Regions from separate parts of the Mus musculus genome. Here region 2 is linked to region 1. A link is a contact called in public HiChIP or PLAC-seq data. All regions are on one chromosome and are shown on one strand. The core of a region is the stretch at or near the end of the contact, and the rest is flanking DNA. Distances in the headings are between cores, read along the strand shown. Region 1 holds the start of Rhog (ras homolog family member G). Region 2 overlaps Stim1 (stromal interaction molecule 1).

Evidence for each region. HiChIP or PLAC-seq counts read pairs in DNA pulled down with a chosen protein or histone mark.
Region 2: a contact with region 1 is called in an H3K4me3 HiChIP or PLAC-seq map of embryonic stem cells, with 44 read pairs. The contact joins the enhancer-like site here to the promoter of Rhog in region 1. A contact is called at or near these places in 4 of 115 datasets of contacts at active chromatin or transcription factors (the SCID.adh cell line, double positive thymocytes and embryonic stem cells) and 3 of 9 other capture datasets (adipose tissue, liver and pancreatic islet).

Annotation. Positions count from the first base shown.
Region 1 is chr7:102,245,019-102,251,892 of GRCm38.p6, forward strand. Rhog (ras homolog family member G) reads right to left here and starts at 5,100. Exons shown (of 2, transcript NM_019566.3): 1 at 5,027-5,100.
Region 2 is chr7:102,284,439-102,290,855 of GRCm38.p6, forward strand. All of the region lies in intron 1 of Stim1 (stromal interaction molecule 1), which reads left to right. Among named protein-coding and RNA genes, the nearest start is that of Stim1, 20 kb to the left of the region's middle. Within about 2 kb of position 4,808, at least 8 of the 459 cell types and tissues checked have an H3K27ac peak or open chromatin away from gene starts, as enhancers often do. A contact at or near this core is called in embryonic stem cells, where this site is marked.

The DNA.
Region 1 (6,874 bases), core at 3,850-6,349:
CTTCTTCCTCACTCAGAGAAACAGAAAGTTAGGGTAATGCACACACAAACTAGATTGCTCTGTCCTCCACTAAAAGAGTGAGAAGTCAAGCAGTGGTAACTCAGAGGGGCTGGAGAAAGTGGGAAGAAAAAGTAGAAGATAAGCCAAGGTATGGACTAGAATCGCTGAAGACCTTTGACCAAAGACAGGCCAGGAAAAGGGCACTGCAAGTTTGTTTGTTTGTTTGTTTGTAGGTAAAACAAGGAGGCTCACACTGGGGTTGCAGCTGGCTGCAGCTGGGCTGGGAGGAGGAAGCTGGGGGAGACATGAGGTCAGTGTGGGACTGGGACCAGGCCAAGGGCTGAGGCTCTTTCTACCCCTTCTCAGCAGCAGCAGGGAAGAGCCCAAGAGAGCCTAGTTCTCAGCCTTAAAAAAAAAAAAAGGCTTGAACTATGTGTAGTGGCACATGCCTTTAATGCCAGCACTCAGGAGACAGAGGCACTACACTCAAAAGTTTGAGGCCAGCCTGGTCTACAGAGTGAGTTCCAGGACAGCCAGAGTTACACAGAGAAACACTGTCTGAAAAAGGAAAAGAAAGAGAGAGAGAGGGGGGGGAGGGAGAGGGAGAGTGAGAGAGAGAGAGAGAGAGAGAGAGAGAGCGTGAGCAAGCCCACACTGAAGGACTCTTCCCTTTTTTGTCCTTTCCACCTCTGGGTTCCAGCACAGAGGATTTTAGACTATAGTAGGTAGGGTAAGAGGAGAGACCTGATGCTACTTTCTAGGGATTGACTGAAAAGAAGGAAGAAACAGGGCAATTGGAGCTGAGGACACAGAGGGTTGAGACAGCTTCACTATGTGTGTCTCATGCTCATCTCAACACCCAGGGTGTTCCACAAAGGGTGAGCCCCAGAGACAGGACAGCTCCAGCTTGGGGAGCCAAGCCACCCCTCCCCCACCCAGCCACACAGAGGAAGGCTCACACACTGGCTTATTTCTCCCTGCCTAGCAGCAGCTCAGCAATCTCTGGGCCCCGTGAAGTGGCACTTCCCTTGCTTTTGCTCACTTCACAGGAGGCTGGGAGTGCCAACCTTGCAATCCTGTCCTCCAACTTAAAAACAGAGAAACCCAGGGCTTCCCAGTCCTCTAAGTGTGCCACCCAAGGTCTGAGGGGGTTTCCACAAGGGAAAAAAACATCAGGGAGGAAACACTACATCTATTTTCCACTGTCAGTGGGCACAGAGCTGGGACAGAGGGCAAAGTATACAGCTCATCCTGGAGTCCCGAGACAAGATCCCAGCATTCCTGCCCTTTTATCTGTGCACCTACAGCAGTCTTTGTACTTTGTGTAAAGAGCGACAGTTCCAACCTGGACAGATCAGGCTGGGGAGACAGGAACGCTGGGTCTGAGGCACTGAAAATATAAGCCATATTTTTTCGAGACTATGTCACCCTGGCTGGCCTGAAACTTATATGTAGACCAGGTGGCTTCTGCCTCCCAGGCACTGGGATTAAAGGTGTGCACCGGCAGGCCTGGCTTGCAACTTAATGTTGAAATAGAGTCAAGAGATAACTAAGTTGACCAGAGTGATACAAAGAAAGACTTAGTTGCAAATTTAGCTTAAGGATCGGATCTCCTAACCTCTGGCCTGGTGTTTGTCTCACAAAGCAGACAAGGTGAAGACCTTTATTCTGACCTTTGACTTCAAGATGGCCCTAGCATGGTTGTTTCTTTTAAGTAATGGGCCAGAGGGCTAGAGAGGTGGTTCAGTAGGATTAGGAACACTTGTTCTTGCAGAGGACCTGGATTCCGTTCCCAGCACTGACAGGGTGGCTCACAGGTCCATAGAGTTGAAAGAGAGGGAGAGGGAGAAATCTAAAGAAAGAAATGGGCCAAAGGAGGCCCAAATCTGTCTGCATCCTTTTGCTTTTACAGTCTCCAGCCTCCCAGCCCTAGCCCTGCCCGGGGCATCTTGTACTACTCAGGGTTTAGCGTTAACAGTGTGCTGCTGGACAGCCAGCTACCCTGGGCTCTTGGGTTTAGTGTTAACAGCGTGCTGCTGGACAGCCGGCTACCCTGGGCTCGTCTGTCCGAGCCAAGGAGCTCCTCCTCTGGTCTTTAGCTCCTAGGGACATGCCCTCCCCCCATGTGAGATGAGGACAAAAGAGGAAGCTGGACCCTGGACAGGAAAACCAGTCTGATCTGGGGAGGTGGCCCAGGCTTTGTCTTTGGTTTCCCTTCGAAGGTCCTCTCACAGACCCCTAAAAACCTCACCTCTAATGGACTAACCCTGTACGAGAAGGGAAGAGGTTTTTCAGACTGTGCCCAGATACCCTTCTTTACTCCCTGTTTACTCCCTGTTCTCCAGCTACTATCACCCAGTATCTTCACCAGTACTATCACCAGTATCTTCACAGCTGCCCATATAACCACATATATAACCATATAACCACAGCCTCTCCTATCTTCCTGCTCATAACCCCTCATGAGCTACCATCATCTGCCTTAGCATCTCCCCTGAAGCGGTGACACTCCATAGCCCAGATTGCTAAGCAGGATGTGTAGCACCGTCACCCTGCCATTTCTTCTCATATTACCTTAACCATCCACAGCAGCTTCCTAGGCACCCCCACCCACCCACGGCATTTTCCCATTTAGATCCCTCCCACCCTGGTCACACTCTTCTTGCCATTAGCTCAAATTTCCAATGGGGCCAGACCTTGCCTAAGAGAAAACCCCTGTTCCTGCCACCATTATCTCTGCTCTCAGAGCCCTGTGGGTTGCTTAGTTAGACCGAATACTAAATTAAGTACTGGTTTGTCGAGTGAGGAGTCAGGGCTCCTGAGGATTTTTATTGGGCTGTGATGCCGAGAAAATGCGCTGTGTGCACATCCTTTCCCGAGTGGGGATTTGATACGGATCCCTTGGATTTCCTCCGTGAGGCCAAACCTCTGCACCTCCCAGAAACGAGAGTAGGAAAGACAGGTGGAGAAGGGCAGGCCCAGAGGAAGGAACAATTGATGGGAGAGGGACAACTGTGAGGTGGTAAGAGGATAGGAAAGGGAAGGAGCCTAGCTCTTAAATTTAGCTGTGCTCAACGATTCCCCAAATGTGACATTTGCTCTCCTTCACTTCTTTTTATTCTCGTGGAATGAAGTTAATACAGAGAGCAGAGAAGGCAGACACAAACAGAGTCTGAGCATGTAATCCGAACGCTGAGAGGCAGGGGTGCTAGGATGGAGACAAGCACTTATGGGGCCAGGACAGACTACGTTAGACTGTGGAGAAGCCCCTCAGAGAGCGGGAATAGAGAGCACAGCTCGGTATGAAGAGAACATCAAGGATGCTTAAAGACAGGAGGGTCAGCACAACTCCCAGTCAAGGCTCTGATACACATCAGAAAATGTAGATACCCAACCTCTGCAGTTCCCACCAAGCACCAGGGACGAAAGACAAACACCTTGCCTCACATCCCCTTCCTGATCAAAATTTAAAAACCAGTAGAGACTTAAGTTAGACTCGTAGCACTTTTCCCTCCAGAATCTTGCCTCTGCCCCCTTCCTTTTCCTAGCAGGCCAAATGGCCCAACCTACTCTCCCCACTGGTTGGAACCAGTAAGTGCTAGGAGACAGGAACCTTAAAGCTAGTTCCCCCTGACCCCCCTCCCACACAACACACCACTACACACACACTCCTAGGCTGCCTTCCTAAGAATCAGGGTAGTTTGATTTCCCATGGACTTTCTCACTAATCTTATTCTTGTGTCACCCAACCCTGCCTGCTACAGACTGCTTCCCCTTGCCTAACCACAGTGTCACCCACCGCAGGTTCCCTTCATTCTGCCGGCTTCTGCTCTGGGCCTTCTCAAGGCTGAGGGCAGTTATTTTGTCTCTAAGAGATAAAGAACACCAAAACTTGCATGTTCACGGGCGTGTGCACATGTTTAATCATCTCCATCATCGGGAGGTTGCAGCCAGCATCTCTAAGCTAAAGACGTTTGAAAAAGGCTCTCAAACTCAGCAAGTTTAAAGCAGTTTCTGACACCAAAGCTAGATTACAGACCAAGGGAAGGAGACGGACTGAGGGCGGCAGGGAAGATAGAAACAAAATGGGGAGATATGTGTGTGGTAGTCAGAGGCTGAACAACAGGCAGGGCAGGGTAAATGCGAGATCAGGGCCTGGGTACATCTATGTGGTTGGGGGAAGAGCCGGAAGGAGGCGAATGTGGTCGACACTATGGCGAATGTGGAAGACAGTATGGGGAGTTCAGGTGAGGGAGAAGACGTTAAGAGCTCTCAATCATTACCGAAAGCCAGTACTCCAGCTGCCTCTCAAAGTCATGGAAGTTGTCAGTGACTATCGGTATAGTGGCCCTTTCCTTCCTCAGTTTATCCTCAAAATAAAAAAGGCCAGATTGAGTCTGATAGACACAACAGACGTGTTCACTAAATACCCGCTGTTGTATGGGACAGGAATAAAGAGGTTGGCTCAGAAAAATACAGAGAGGGAATGGGGATTCCCCCACCGAGTCCTCAGCAGCAACAGTGTAGCAGCTATGGACTGGCTCCGACCTTCCCGGGTGAGACTTCAGAGGCCTCAGACACCGCCCCCCACCCCCAACCCCAGCCTCACAAATGTCACAACTGCAGAGCAGAGAGCGCGCCTTCTGCAGCCCAGAGGCCCTTTCCTTTCACACACTACTGAACAGCCCCACAACTTCTGAGGGCACCCCACCGCAGAGTCCCAGCCTCACAGCTCAGCGCTTTCCCACTTCCGAGCCTCTCACGGTTCGGATCTCAGTGGTCCCTCGCGGACAGCAGGAGCTCGCGCTGTCCCTCGGATCCCACCCTCAACCCGGCCACCAGCGATCGGGTCGCGGTGGCCGCTGTCCCCGCCCGGCCTGCCGCGCCCGCCCAACTTGCAGTGAACGAAAACCTCCCGCCCTCGGCCTCCCTCCTGCAAACTTCCCGGCTCCCGGGTACCCAGTCCGGGCCAGCTTGAACTCCTCTTCCCAGGACCCCTGCCCGACGGGCTCGACCCGGGCCTCACCTGGTGCCCTCCCCGCGGCGGGGGAGCTGGGGGCGGCGGCGGCGGCTCTGGGCTCAAGAAGGAAGTGAGAACTGGAGGCCGGAGGAAGTGGGGGGGTGGGGGCCGGGCCGGCAGGGCCGGGGCGGGGCGCGGGGGCGGGCCGGCCGGGGCGGGGCGGACTAGGAAGTCGGAGGCCTCCCCCACCCTCCAGCCTCGGGTTTTCTGCAAGCTTTGCCCTCCGCACAGTCCCGCACACCCTGCTTCTCTCCACTCTTCGCCCCGTGAGCCCTGAGACCCCTTGAGTCTGGCCTCTCAAGGTCAGGTCTCCCCGCTTTCACTTGGCATCTCCCCCCCACCCCCCAGCAGGGGCCCTAAGCTAGGCGCTGGGCATTTGTTCTCTTCCTAGTATCTCACTCCCCGCCCCGCAGCCTCCGCGGGAAGGCTGAGAAATGCCTTCCGCTCAGCCCGGGAATCTAGAGGTAGCCGCGGCTGGCTAGGGGTTAGCCGGAATGGGTCAGGCTGGGGCAGTCCCCACCCCTGCCCTGAGCCTTGGGAGAATGCTGGGTGGTGGTGATTCAGCAGTGGGAAGGTCCCAGACCCCTGGGGAGGGTGGGGAGACAGAGGTGGGGGGAGGGCAGCTGCCGTCAGCACCCCGGGAAAAGACGTGATCAGCAGAGATGCAGGCGGAGCCGCGCGGGCCCCCAAAACAGGATGTCGTGTCGTGGTTCCGCACCTCGCAGCTCCGCGGGGCCCTGGGGAGGGGGCGGGGCGTGGGAAGACGTGGGGCTCTTCTTGTTCCCTGATCTCGCCCTGGCGCGCGGCTGTTTGGAGCGGTAGGACCGCGCCCAGGCCTGAGGTCCGGCTTGGGCCCTGGAGACCGGCGAGTGGACGGCCTCGAGGGCGCCCTCTGGTGCTTCTAACCCAGGCCTTGGGCGCAGTTTTCCTGGAGAATCCACAGTCTTGATTCTTTTAACAACTTTCTGGGTGCTCTACCACGTGCAGAGCTCCGCAAGGTACAGTGAAAACAACACAAGATAAACACCCCGTCTTACAGAGGACCTCCAAATAAAGTGGATCAGGTCTGACAGGTAGTTTAATGTTTCCAAGTATCAGTTTTTTGTTTTGTTTTGTTTTGGTAAAATCAACAAAAAAAATTTCTCCACCCAGAGGATGTGAAGATTACAGAATAGGTATCCGTGCTGTGGTACTGTATAGAAAGTCAAGTTAGGACAATCAAACTCAGGCTGGTCAGTGACTGACTAAACGAGTGTTCTCAGATTCCAGAAGCCTGTTCTCATCGCACAGGCAGTTTGTGGACCCCTTACTTCTTCTTTGGCCCTTAGGCAAATTCCTCCCAATGGGAAGAGAATAAATTGGAGGGGCTAGGGGAAATTTGGGAGGGCAGAACTAGTGTTTGGTATTTAATGGGAAGAGGTTTGTGAGTCCCAAAAATAACAGGGTCCTTAAGTGAGGTTTGTAAATCCCCAAAATAACAGGATCAGATTCAAGTGACTTCAATGAAGCTATTAAAAATACGTTCCAAGCCAGGTGTGGTAGCACGTTTGTAATCTCAGCATTCCAGAGGTGGAGGCAGGAGGTTCAGAAGTTCGAGGCCAGCCTGGACTATATAAGACCTTACCTACCTTAATAAATAAAAAGTTCCCGAGTTCAAGGCCAGCCTGGTCTACATTCCAGGACAGCCAAGGCTACACAAAGAAACCTGGTCTAAAAAAAACAAAACAAACAAACAAACAAAAAAACAAAAAACAAGCAAACAAACAAACAAAAGCCCAAACAAAAAAAAGAAAAACCTGAAAAAAAATTGAAAATTAGGCTCAGTGATAGATAGCATGCTTGCTTATCATGTGT
Region 2 (6,417 bases), core at 3,558-6,057, 39 kb after region 1:
TGGCCAGGAACTCACTAAGTAGACTAGGCTGGCCTAAGATTAGAGATGTGCCTGCACCAGTATTCTGGGATTAGAGACATGCCATCAATCTGCCTTGTTTTTATTATTTTTTTTCTGGTTTTTTGTTTGTTTTGTTTTGTTTTGTTTTGTTTTGAGACAGGGTTTCTCTCTGTATCAGCCCTGGCTGTCCTGGAACTCACTCTGTAGACCAGGCTGACCTGGAACTCAGAGATCTACTTGCTTCTACCTCCCAAGTGCTGGGATTAAAGGTGTGGACCACTGTGCCCTGCTAGCTTTTAATTTTTTAAATTATGTTTATGTGTGTGTCTGTATAAGTGGAGATGCCTCTGGAGAAGAAAGTGTCAGATACTATTGAGCTGGAGTTATAGGTGGTGGTAGTGAGCCTCCAGTGTAGGTGCTAGGAACTGAACTGAGTCTTCTGAAAAACAGTAAACACTCTAAAATGCTACACTGAGCTGAGCTAGCTCTTCAGTCTCTGGCTTAACACAAAAACAAGACCAACCAACCAGACAAAAGACATAGCTTCTGGATATCAGAGTCCTGGTACTTTCAAGTCAAATTCTCCCCACTCCACGTGATCTTTTAAATTTTTCACTACAGCTCTCTTATTGTGCAAGGCACTGCTTCAATGATGTGTGATAAGTATTATTAGTCCTGTTTGAAGGAAGAAGGAATCACCTGCACCTAGCAAGACTAGAGAAGCTTTGTGGAAGAAGCAGCAGCTTAGTGGGTCTTCTGGTACCAAAGGCAGAAATATAAGGAAGGTCAAGGGAAGCATTCCAGTTAGAGGCAATGTCATGAACAAAGGTATGGAGAGAGAAAAACTGGGAGTTTGTGTGATAGTAGTGCAGATTGTGTGTGGTAGCCATGCAGGAAAGTGCTATAAAGTGAAGTACAAAAAGTTCATTGAAGAAAGGTCATGGAGGGCTCCAGATGTTAGGCTAAAGAGTTTAGTCCAATGCTTCGCAACCTGTGGATCAAATCGCACATTAGATATCCTGCATAGTAGATATTTTCATTACGATTCATAACAGTAGCAGTTCTGAACAGTTATAGTTATGAAGTAACAATGAAAATAATTTTATGGTTGGGGTTACCATACCATAAGGAACTGTATTAAGGGTTGCAGCATTAGGAAGGTTGAGACACACTGGTTTAATTTAGACTTTATTCTTAGGCAGTGAGAAAAGTCCTTGTGGGTTTTGAGCAGGGAAATGACAGGACCCAAGTGGTTATTTAGGAAGATTAAATTGAATCGAATGTTTACAAAATGTTGTCGGGAAAAAGAAAGTTTAGAAAGGGGACTTGGGAACTGTTTATGAGAACAGGAGGTAAGAGTCTGTGTGGAGGCAGAATAGGTGGACTTAACGATAGTCAGAAGAGTCGAAGCCACACTAGTGTTTTGAGTTCAGTAAGGAGATGGATCAATCATGCCATGGCAGCCAAGAGTGCCAAGTGGTGGGGCAGCTGACCTTATTTGAAATGCTGGGCAAGGGGCCATACTCCACAGTGTTCCTGAAATCACTTTTTGCTATTAAGTTTGCTAACAAAAGCTGAGCCTTTGCTCTAGGAATACCAGAAAGGGTTATGGGGGTAGACAGTCCTGAATTCAGGCCCATGCCTTGCCAGTTTCTATTTTTTGATTGTTTTTGAGATAGATCCTCATTAGCACTAACTGACCTTAAACTCATTATGTAGTATAAGCTGGCTTTGGACTCTCTCCTGATTCTCCTGCCTCTATCTCCCAAATGCTTGGATTTTAAGAATGCACTACCATGCTCAGCAAAAGGTTGAAAGAGCTTGGGTCTCCCTTCCCTTCTCCCCTCTTTTTGTTTCTTTTCTCATTATGTAGCCCTGGCTAGCCTGCAACTTAATATGTAGACCAGGATGGCTCTGAATTCACCGAGATCTACCTACCTCACAAGTGCTGAGATTAAAGGCATATGCCACCATGCCTCACCTTACTTTTTCTCTCCATTTCACTGTCTGAAAATGTCTCATTATGTAGCTCAAGGCTAACCTCAAACTCATGATCTTCTTGCCTTAGCTTCTTGGTACTAGAAACTATACACCTGGCTGCTTCTCTTTTTCCCATTCCCTTTCTTTTGTTCTTTCATTCATTTGTTATTTTTGTTTCAGCATCTCACTCGTAGCCCAACCTGGCCTGGAACTCAACATGTTGGTTGGGCTGGCCTTGTACTCTTAGCAGTCTGTCAGCCTCAGCCTCTCAAGTGCTGAGATTATAGCCATAAACCAACACAATCTCTCTCTCTCTTTCTCTCTCTCTCTCGCTCTCTGGTTTCTCTCTGTAGCTCTGGCTGTCCTGGTACTCATTCTGTAGACTAGGCTGGCCTCAAACTTAGAGACCATCTGCTTCTGACTCCTGAGATTAAAGGATGCAGCATTAAACCCCTGTCTATAAACAAGTTTTAATTGACAGCAGGAGAGTGACTGACTGTATTACACTGACATTACAGCTGGTCCAGTTGCAGAGGAGAGGACTTCAGTGCTGTAAGTGAACCCAGTGTGGAAACTGAGAACTAAACTCAGGCCTCTCTGAAAGCAGCATATAATCTAACCACTGAGAAAATCTCTACAGGCCTACAAAATAGTTTAATTAACTTGATAAATATAGAGTCTTATTGTATCCTAAGCTGTCCTCAACTCACTGTGTAGCTGAGGATGACTTTGAACTTGGGATCCTCCTGTCTCTATTTTAGTGTTGGGATACTTGGCTTGTACTAGCACACTTGGTTTTGCTTTGTCTGTTTTTTGTTTTCTTTTGGTGTTGGGATTGAACCCAGGGCCTTATACATGCTAGACAGGCACTCTACTACTGCTATATCCTTAGCTCTCTTTTGAGATTTTTTTTTGTTTTGTTTTTTCGAGACAGGGTTTCTCTGTGTAGCCCTGGCTGTCCTGGAACTCACTTTGTAGACCAGGCTGGCCTCGAACTCAGAAATCTGCCTACCTCTGCTTCCCAAGTGCTGGGATCAAAGGCGTGCGCCACCATGCCCGGCTGTCTTTTGAGTTTTAAAATCACTTCTTTTTCTGAGGATCTTCCCTCCCTCCCTCCTTTAAATATAAGCATTGGGCCAATGAGATGGCTCCGTAGGAAAGCACTTACTGTGCAAGCTTGCGGACCTTAGTTTCGATCCACGTGAAAGTGGCAGGAAATAACCAACTGCACAGAGTTGTCTTCTGATCTCTGCACAGGCTCCAACACACTCAACACATATACACACTCATAAATAAAAAGTATAAAGCATGTATGACCAGGTATGGTGGTACAGACCTTTAATCCCAGCACCTAGGAGGCAGAGACAGTGGAACTCTGTGAGTTCAAGGCCAGCTAGGTCTACATGGTGAGTTCCAGGACAGCCAGGGTTATACAGAGAGACTATGTCTTTTTTTTTTTTTTTAAAGATTTGTTTATTTTATGTATGTGAGTACTCTGTGGCTTCCTTCAGACCCACTAGAAGAGGGCATTGCTTCCCATTACAGATTTCGAGCTACCATGTGGTTGCTGGGAATTGAACTCAGGACCTCTGCAAGAGCAATCAGTACTCTTAACCGCTGAGCCATCTCTCCAGCTCAAGAGACTATCTTAAACAAACAAATAAACACACACACACAAACACACACACACACACACACACACACACGCGCGCGCGCGAGTGCAAGTACTTATATTTTTAAAATAGTAAGATCCATTAATTAATATAAATATTTAAAAATGCAAGTATTATTGTGATGAAGTTACTCTTGAACTGAGGGATCAAAACTTTGTCTTCCTTGCATTCTAGCATGAATTAGGTTGGGATATAGTTTTTATGAGAATGGGTTATAGTAGGACTCTGGGTTTGGGGAGAACAGTTCTGTTAGCTAAATTTATCTGTACATAATGGGTGTCAGAATCACAGGATATACTAGATACTACTGTCTGTCTGGTAGCTTGTACACAGCTGTTTTTCTGAGTTGAACATTTGAGCTATACTCTCAGAAAGAACTTGCAACTTGGTGAGTCTGATTCCCCAAAGAATTCAGTGATGAAAATTAGGGCACTTGAATAGATCTAATTGGCAGAACTCTGTGAAGGGCAGAGGGGTTCCCTGGGGGCCTTTTAAATCTCCTATGGTTATAGACTTTTAAGGTTGAACTAATTAAAATACATTGGCAGCTGGACTCAATACTTCCCTTGCACTAGGTTTTGTCTCAGCTGCCTGGAGTTCTAGCAGTTGCCATAAGACTGCCTTTCTTGAGGAACAGAGGAGTGGGTTCCCATTTCTCCATGTACTAAATATTATGATGTATTATTTGCGCAGTATAGGCTGAAAGACATCTGGTAGTAGAATGAAATGTGTGCTGAGACTTGGATATGTCCTGGATTTGCTATTTTAGGACTCCTAAGATGCCCCTGAGGTTGATTTCTTATTTTGTTTTGTCTCTTCCCAACACCGATGTCTTTATTCTGTTAGTTGGCAAGTAATTTCTCTTACCCTGGGGTATCATTCCCTGATGTGTGTTCTGTTCTAACTAAAAAAGGGGATAAGGAAAGGATTTAGTCCTACCATGTGCCAGATCAGGTTTTATACAACTAATTTTTGAGGTGTACTTTGCGATGCCTGTGTTACAGACGAGGAAATGGATTCTGAGGAGAAGTGTTGTGGGAAATATTAAAAAAAAAAAAAAAAAACAAACCCACCAACTCTCAGTGGAACCAGACCACGCTCCCGCGCTCCAACCGCAGTGCCAGGTGATCTCACTAACTTTCTTGGCCCACCATCTCTCGGGCCCCTGGTGGCCATAGTGCTCCCACCAGGCCACCTCTCAGATGCCCCCCCTACCCCCAGAGTTACCCTCGCTCACGCTGCGCCCCACACACCCCACGATCAGCCATCTCAACACCTAATTGCCCGGTAGAAACAAGACTCTTAAAGCTTAATTATCCAATCAGATTTATATAACGATAAGAACACAATTTACAAGATGCCAATACGGTAATTTCAGAGCCAATTGATAATGATAAAAGCTTTACCCCAATTATTCTAACCTTGTGAAAATCTTAGCTACTTGTGGTTGTTTAAAACCACGAAGGATCAGGATCTTTTTCCTGTCCGTCTGCCTCCATGTTGGCTTCTCCCCCTTCTCCTCATGCTACCTCTCTGTCTCTCCCAACTCCTAGCTCCGCCTCTCTTTTCCTGTCCAATCACAGGCCTGCCACTGCCCTAATGTGATTGGACAGGGGAAAACCTGCAACAGAGAAGAACTTATCTGATGGTCATTACAGCTTGTTATCAATTAAATCAGAATTGAGATATCGCTTAGACGTCTGGTTACTTTCCTCAGGTCGCATAAATGGCATCATGCTTTACTGTTGCCCTGTAGTCAGTTGCTCAGGTTGATCTTGAACTCCTAGGCTCAATGACTCTTATCTCCCAGCCTCCCAAGTAGCTAGGACTGCATGCTTACCACCGTGCTTGTCTTCATATCCTTCTACCCTTCTAAGCGTGGCTAAGTTCTCACTTTCAGGTAGTCGTCTCTAGTTTCTAAGGTTAAGAACTGATTCCTCTTTTTCCTTATCTTACTGCTCCTATTCCTTCATCACTTCCGTCATGTTATTTTTCATGGTGTTTGGCTTTAAAGATTGATTTATTTTATGTATGTGAGTACACTGTAGCTGTACAGATGGTTGTGAACCTTCATGTGGTTGGGGTTCACTCCAGCCCCACTCGCTCAGCTCGTTCAGTCCCTTTCCTGCTCTGGCCCAGGAAGTTATTTATTATTATACATAAGTACACTGTAGCTGACTTCAGTGTTACCAGAAGAGGCACCAGAAGAGAGCATCAGATCTCATTATGGGTGGTTGTGAGCCAGCATGTGGTTGCTGGGATTTGAACTCAGGACCGTTGGAAGAGCAATCAGTGTGCTGTTTTATACTGGGTGCAGTGCACTCTTACCCTCTGAGCCATCTCGCCAGCCCCGGTGTTTGACTTTAAAGTTGCCTTTGGAACCAGTAGAACTAGGTTTAGTGGTGTATGGGTAGAAAAATAAAATTAAGCTTTAGTATCTGGGATATGTCTGCTGACTGTGGTGTTTGTTGCTTTTATTTACTTACATTTTTTTTTTTTTTTGCAAAGACATATTGCATTATTTACCCAGCATTTGGGACATACTTTTTGTAACATTTGCCCTCTGAAATGCATCACTTCACACAATAAATGGACTTTCCTGGAAGAGGAAAGCTTGTGTAATGTCATTTTTAAAATAAGTCAAATTTTCTTTCTCAATGACTGGAAAAATAACTATAAAAGTATTTATTTTGCATTTTTAAGTACAAATAGGTTATATGCTTTTCAAAAAAGGTTTATTTATGTGTAGGGTGTGTGTGTATGT